Linked DNA regions of Zea mays: region 1 is linked to region 2. A link is a contact called in public Hi-C data. All regions are on one chromosome and are shown on one strand. Each heading gives the region's core, a stretch centred on a gene start, on an enhancer-like site or on the middle of the called end of the contact. The rest is flanking DNA. Distances are from core to core; before and after follow the strand shown. Region 1 holds the start of LOC100284607. Region 2 holds the start of LOC100283507 (membrane protein).

Region 1 (3,173 bases), core at 663-3,162, 200 kb before region 2:
TAGGGCCGGGCCAGGCACGGCCCGTTGATGCTTCGGGCCGGGTCGGGCTGGCCCACGTGCCTAGGGACATGTCCAAACCCGGCACGCACAGGGAAAAATCGTGTCGGGCCGGCCCGTTGGCCCGGTGGGCCTCAACGGACCGGGCCGGGCACTGGCCCGAACCAACAGTAGAACTGTATATAAATACATATATTTAACAGAATTAATCATATATAATAACATATTATTTTTATATATTAAGACAACAAAATATTTATGTATGCATTTTATATTTATGTATGCATTTTACATATGTTTGGCCGTGTATTTAGTATTTACATACTATGAGAGAATTAAATGTATTTACATATTTAGTATTTACATAAATATGCGGGCCGCCATCGGGTCGACCCATTTATCGGGCCGGGCCGGGCCAAAGCACGCGGGCCGCCGTATCTGCCCATACCCGGCCCGCTAAACGGGCCGTGCCGGCCCGGACCCGTAACCGACCGTGCCGGACCGTGTTTGGACCGGGCTAAATTCGTGCCGTGTCACGGGCCAAACGGGCGGCCCGCACTGTTTGGACATCTGTACCTCATATGGCGAACGGACCGAAATCCATTTCCAATTTTCCATATGTATGGACAGTATGGTAGTTGTCTGATTAGCTTCACATCTTCCTTGTTGTAGGAGCTGCACGCGCCGTAGCAAGGCGGTTCAACCTTTTGGTGCAACTCTTCCACGCACCACCACCCCCGGCCCGCCGCCGGGCTCAGCTGAGCTCGCCGCCCGCGACGCACTCCTCCAAGGCTCGAACATGCATGGTGGCCTGGTGGGGCCTTCGCATGCGTGGGATTAGGATGAAAACGGTTTTGGAATTTTTCGGTATTTCGAAAACCGATTTCGAAATTTTTCGATCGGATTCATCGGTAACGATATTTTTCGAAAACTGAATCGGTTTTCGGAATTTTCTATCGGAATCGGTTTGGTGTTTTACCGACCGTTTCCTTCGGTTACCGGTTTTTGTCGGAAATTACCGGATTTGTGTCTCGGAATTTTCCGGAATTGTGTCTCCGAATTTTTCGGAATTGTGTCTCGGAATTTTCCAACATGTGATTTTTTGCATCGCCTGTACGTTTCTAGATAAGGATTACTTATTTTTGTATTTTTGGACGCCTTAAGATTTTTTTGGGATAGATGGTGTTGGAAGACAGTTGAGATTAATGATTTGGTCTTTTCCACATACTAGGTTTTAAGGTTTTCGTGTGAGGTTGTGAAAAACTCTTTATGTGAGGAAAAAATATTTCATAAGTAAGCATGTCATGTCAGCCAGATCGAGTGGATATTGTGAATTGTGAACTTTGAGTCTATAAACTTGTGATCTTTATGAACTTGTTATACTGTGAACTTGTTATATTGTGAACTTATGATCTTTGTAAACTTTTTATATTATAAATTTGTGATCCTTGTGAAGTTGTTATATTGTGAACTTGTTATATCATGAATTGTGAACTTGTGGTCTTTGTGATCTTTTGTCAACTTTGTTGTATTATGAAGTTTGATATGTTTACCGATCGTATTTTAGATTTCGACCGTTACCGGTGTATTTTCCGCACCAAACTTTGGTTTCCGATGTTTCTGAAATACCGATATCGTTTTCGTTTCTAGAGTTACCGTTTTCGATTTTGTTTCCGATAAAAAAAATATGAAAACGGTAATGGTTTTAGTGTTTACCGACCGTTTCCGACCGTTTTCATCCCTACGTGGGATGCCATGCATGCTAGCAAGCGGCGGCCTTTTCTCTCTCCTTTCCTACGTGGATGGAGTCTTGTAGAGAGCAGTTAACAGCTAGCTACCGTGGTTGCCGGGTGCCCTACGTTAAAGCCAAATGGCTTGAGGCCACTCGCTTGCAGACAAGATAAGATAAGCCCAGGACAAGCTATCACCAAACGGGAGGGCGAGGGGCAACAGGACACACACACTGACCTAGCACCAGCTCGATCTCACAGGATGGTTACGCTATGCCATCCGATTCGGATCCGAGCAAGCGGGAGCACCGCGAGCTGGCGGAGGAGAAATGCGGCGGCGGCGGCGAAGGTCCTCTGCTCCGTGCAGCAAATGCCGCCGCCGCCGCCGGCGGCCACGGCTGCCCAGAGCACGATCAAGGTACTCCACCTCCACTCCACCGCCGTGCATGCTCCGTGTTCTTGCTGGAGGATCCAGCCAGCCAGCTGCCTATCATATATATGTGCCCACCAGGTCGTTATCGTTGGGGCAACGAAAGAGATCGGGAGGACGGCCGTCGTTGCGGTGAGCAAGGCCAGGGGAATGGAGCTCGCGGGCGCGATCGACTCGCAGTGCATTGGCGAGGACGCGGGACAGGTTCTTCTTCTCTCACTCACATGATCCCATGTACTCCTTCACATGCACTGCATGGGTGGCATTGCATTGCCGGATTGCCCCTTTGTTTATATCTATCTCATACGAGCTGTATGCGAATGCTGGGCACTGCACGGGCGTCGTGGTCCAGATAAGTGGCATGGACGAGCCGCTGGAGATCCCTGTGCTGAACGACCTCACCATGGTTCTGGGCTCCATAGCGCAGGTACAGACCCCGCTCAGCTCGCTGGGGGCCGGGCGACCGTGATAAATCCCCGGCGGGCTTCGGGCTTCAGGACTTGCATCTTTGGGCTAACTGCACACTGCCTGTCCTTCCATTCCATTCCAGTCGAGAGCAACCGGCGTGGTGGTCGACTTCAGCGAGCCTTCAGCTGTTTACGACAATGTCAAGCAGGTACGCACGGCACGTCCACTGCCCACCTACGACATGGAAAAGGACATGCGAGCTGCATGCAATCAATGAACGGCGAGGTGCTTAAGCCCAAAGCTAAACCTAAACAAAACACTGTTGTTTTCTTCAACCCTGTATGGTTTGGTTTGGTTTCACACGCTGCGTTGGAGAATCCCAGCGAGGGGTTTAGGAGCAAACTAGATCAGGGTGTCGTCAGCTGATGCAGATCAGCGATGATCCTGACAAGGACAGAGACAAGCATGAATTAATGGCGTTGATGACTAAATTAACCAGCTAACGTAACTTTTCAGGACAAGATCAACAACCTACTCATGTCCAGACTCTATCCGCAACTGCTTCAGATTATTATTATTTTTTCTTCTCATGTTCGGAATTCTTTGAA
Region 2 (2,802 bases), core at 254-2,753:
GTTGGCGCCGCGGAAGAGCATCGCCATGCCGGCCGCGAATCTGCAGAGAGAGGAAACCATACACGCAAGGAATAATGAGTTGTTGAGACTTTTGAATTATATATGAGCGCACACAAAACGGCATAGAGTATCGTGCACAGCGTGGTTGTCAATGTCAACACGCTGGCTAGCCATGAGAGAGGAAGAGGAGAATCCAGTCACGTTACTCCTGTTATATGTACATGCTGGACGAAGGAAATGGCCTGGCCAGCTACGAAGGGCATATATATAATAAATAAATAAATAAATCAATCAGGATGTCCTGTCCTGCTTACCCGACTAGGAGGATGATGATGGCGACGGCGAGGAGGGTCCACTGGTACGCGAGGTACTTCCTGGCGGTGCAGGGCGCGCCGGCGGGGAGTCCGTAGCGCTCCATCCAGCCCAAGTGGGGGCGCATGAGCACGACGAAGCCGAGTAGGAAGCCCGCGAGGAAGCCGCCGAGGTGCGCCAGGTTGTCGACGTGGGGCAGGACGCCGAGCACCAGGTTGACGGCGGCCACGGACAGGAGCGTGGCCACGGCCGCCGCCTTGTTGGTGTAGATGGTCCAGTTGGTGAGCAGCTCCGAGAGCATGGCGCCCAGCAGGCCCAAGAGCGCCCCGGAGGCCCCCACGGTGACGCGGTTCCGGACGACCAGCGACGACAGCACGGCGCCGCCCACGCCGGAGAGCACGTAGATCGCGCCGATCCTCACTGATGAACGCGGTTATATATTGTGGTTATTATTGGCAGCCAGGGGCAGGGTAGAGTAGAGTAGAGTAGGTAGGTAGCCGCTACCGACCGTATCCGAACTGCTGTTCGAGGCGCATGCCGATGAAGAGGAGGCAGAGCATGTTGGCGACCAGGTGGATGACGCCGGCGTGGAGCCACATGCTGGAGAGGAGGCGCCAGCCCTGGTGGCGGTGCACCACCTTCTCCCACACCAGGGCCCCCATCTTGGTGAGCCTGCAGAGACAGACACGATCAATCAAAAGTACAGGGCGCGTCAGATCTGATCTGATCTGATCTAATCACATACATAGACAGCACATTATACTCACGTGGCGGAGGAGGGCCCGAAGAGCGGGTTCTGTCGCAGCGGCTGGAAGGAGAAGCGGCCGAGGAAGCGGGCGACGCACTTGTTGGTGTCGCGCGCGGGGCAGTTGTTGGCGTACATGGTGACGACGAAGACGGTGATGCTGGCGACGAAGATGACGGGGACGAGCCAGGGCACCCACTCCCGCTCCCCCTCGTGCTGCGGGTACAGCGGCGACGGCACCTTGCCGGGCTCCTTCCTCGCCGGCCCGCCCTTCTCCACGTCCGCCCGCGTCGCCATGCCCGGCCCCTAGTGTTTGTGCCTTGCCTTGCGGCTTGCGCGTGCTGCTGCCTGCGTGGGGTTCGTTGGTGGAGTGAAGGGGCCGGGGAGGAGAGGAGAGGACGGCGGGCGATACGTGAGCAGCGGCGGGGTGGGAATTAATAAACGCGCGAGCGAGCAAGGGGGACGCGCGGCGCGGCGGGGCGGTGTTTCTTTGAATTCCCAGGGCAGGCAGGCAGGCAGGCCCACAGGGGTGGCGGGCGCATGTGCATGGCTGGGGCTGGCTGATGTGATGCGGTGCAACCGTGTTGCCGAGGGCCAGCCAGATCCTGGCGACCCTAGTCGCACTGGCACATACAGAGATACAGGGTTACACGCAACGCAACTCATCAATCCTGACATGCCTTGTGGAAGCTTCAAGTTGACGCACACATCACACATGGGCCTCGTCGGCGTCGAAGCTTCGCCCTTGGAGGGTCAATGATGAGGTGGGTTTTGTTTACTACTAGTAGCAGTATCGGAGGGTGAATCATGACGAGGTGCAGTAGTGCAGTGCAGCGCGGATGGCCATGTGTGTGATTAGATCTAATGATGATGGAGACAGGCAATTATGATAGTGCGCGCAGCTACCAGACTAGTAGTACTCCCTCTGTCCGTTTGAATTGGACGTTTTAGGTCATCTAACTTGTCCACAAATTTTGTCATGCTCGGAACCCAAGACCACTGTCCACTCTATCATCATGTCAGGCATCCTAGCATTTCGTAGATGTAATTCGTTTCCGGTCTTTTGGTTGGAGCGGCAAGCGGCGCTGGTTGGGTGACGCTTAGGGCAAGGCGCCAGCTTGCTTGTACTGGCTTTTATTTGCATTGTAACTAACGCTTAATTAAGAGAAACGAGGGTTACATATGTCATTTCAGCTCTCTCATAATCTGTCTCAAAAAAACTAGAACGTCAAATTCAAACGGACGGAGGGAGTACTACTTTTGATTTGCCAATGGTATTATAAAAATAAAAAAAACACGTACGTACAAGTTTATTAGTAGGAGACAAGACGATAGAGAGGCACTCGGTTCTTCCTTCCACTCGCCGTTCCCGAGCGTTCTGTGACACGCCACGCTGTAGCTCGGTTGGCACCGACAGGCCTGGTGTCTGCGTGCATCGGTATATTCTAGCCCGCCCGCCCGCGCGCCGCTTTGTTCGTTTCCGCGTCGCGTTGGGCGTTGGCTGGCTGGCACGCAGCTGGTGTCGGTCTCGGTTCCGGCGGCTGGTGTGGTGGGTGCAGTGGGCTTGCACTCGAATCAATCGGATTCTGCCTCGCGTACACCCCGCCCGCCGCACCGACCGTCGGCCATGTGCCAACGAGAGACGGGGAACACGGATCCAATTCGTCCACGGCTCCATACGCTACCAAAGCCGAGAAAACTTACGAGACGTTAGAGCCGTTACGCTGTCAGGGGGCTCGAGAATA

The links. A called contact is a pair of places that touch in the nucleus more often than the background predicts.
Region 1: a contact with region 2 is called in a Hi-C map of tassel, with 2.3 times the contacts expected there. The contact joins the promoter of LOC100284607 here to the promoter of LOC100283507 in region 2. A contact is called at or near these places in 2 of 25 Hi-C or Micro-C datasets (ear and tassel).

Annotation. Positions count from the first base shown.
Region 1 is chr1:3,767,950-3,771,122 of Zm-B73-REFERENCE-NAM-5.0, reverse strand. It overlaps LOC100284607, which reads left to right and starts at 1,912. Exons shown (of 10, transcript NM_001157502.2): 1 at 1,912-2,145; 2 at 2,239-2,361; 3 at 2,510-2,584; 4 at 2,708-2,773. The coding sequence starts at 1,990.
Region 2 is chr1:3,563,122-3,565,923 of Zm-B73-REFERENCE-NAM-5.0, reverse strand. LOC100283507 (membrane protein) reads right to left here and starts at 1,503. Exons shown (of 4, transcript NM_001156407.2): 1 at 1,080-1,503; 2 at 821-984; 3 at 315-732; 4 at 1-40. The coding sequence starts at 1,354.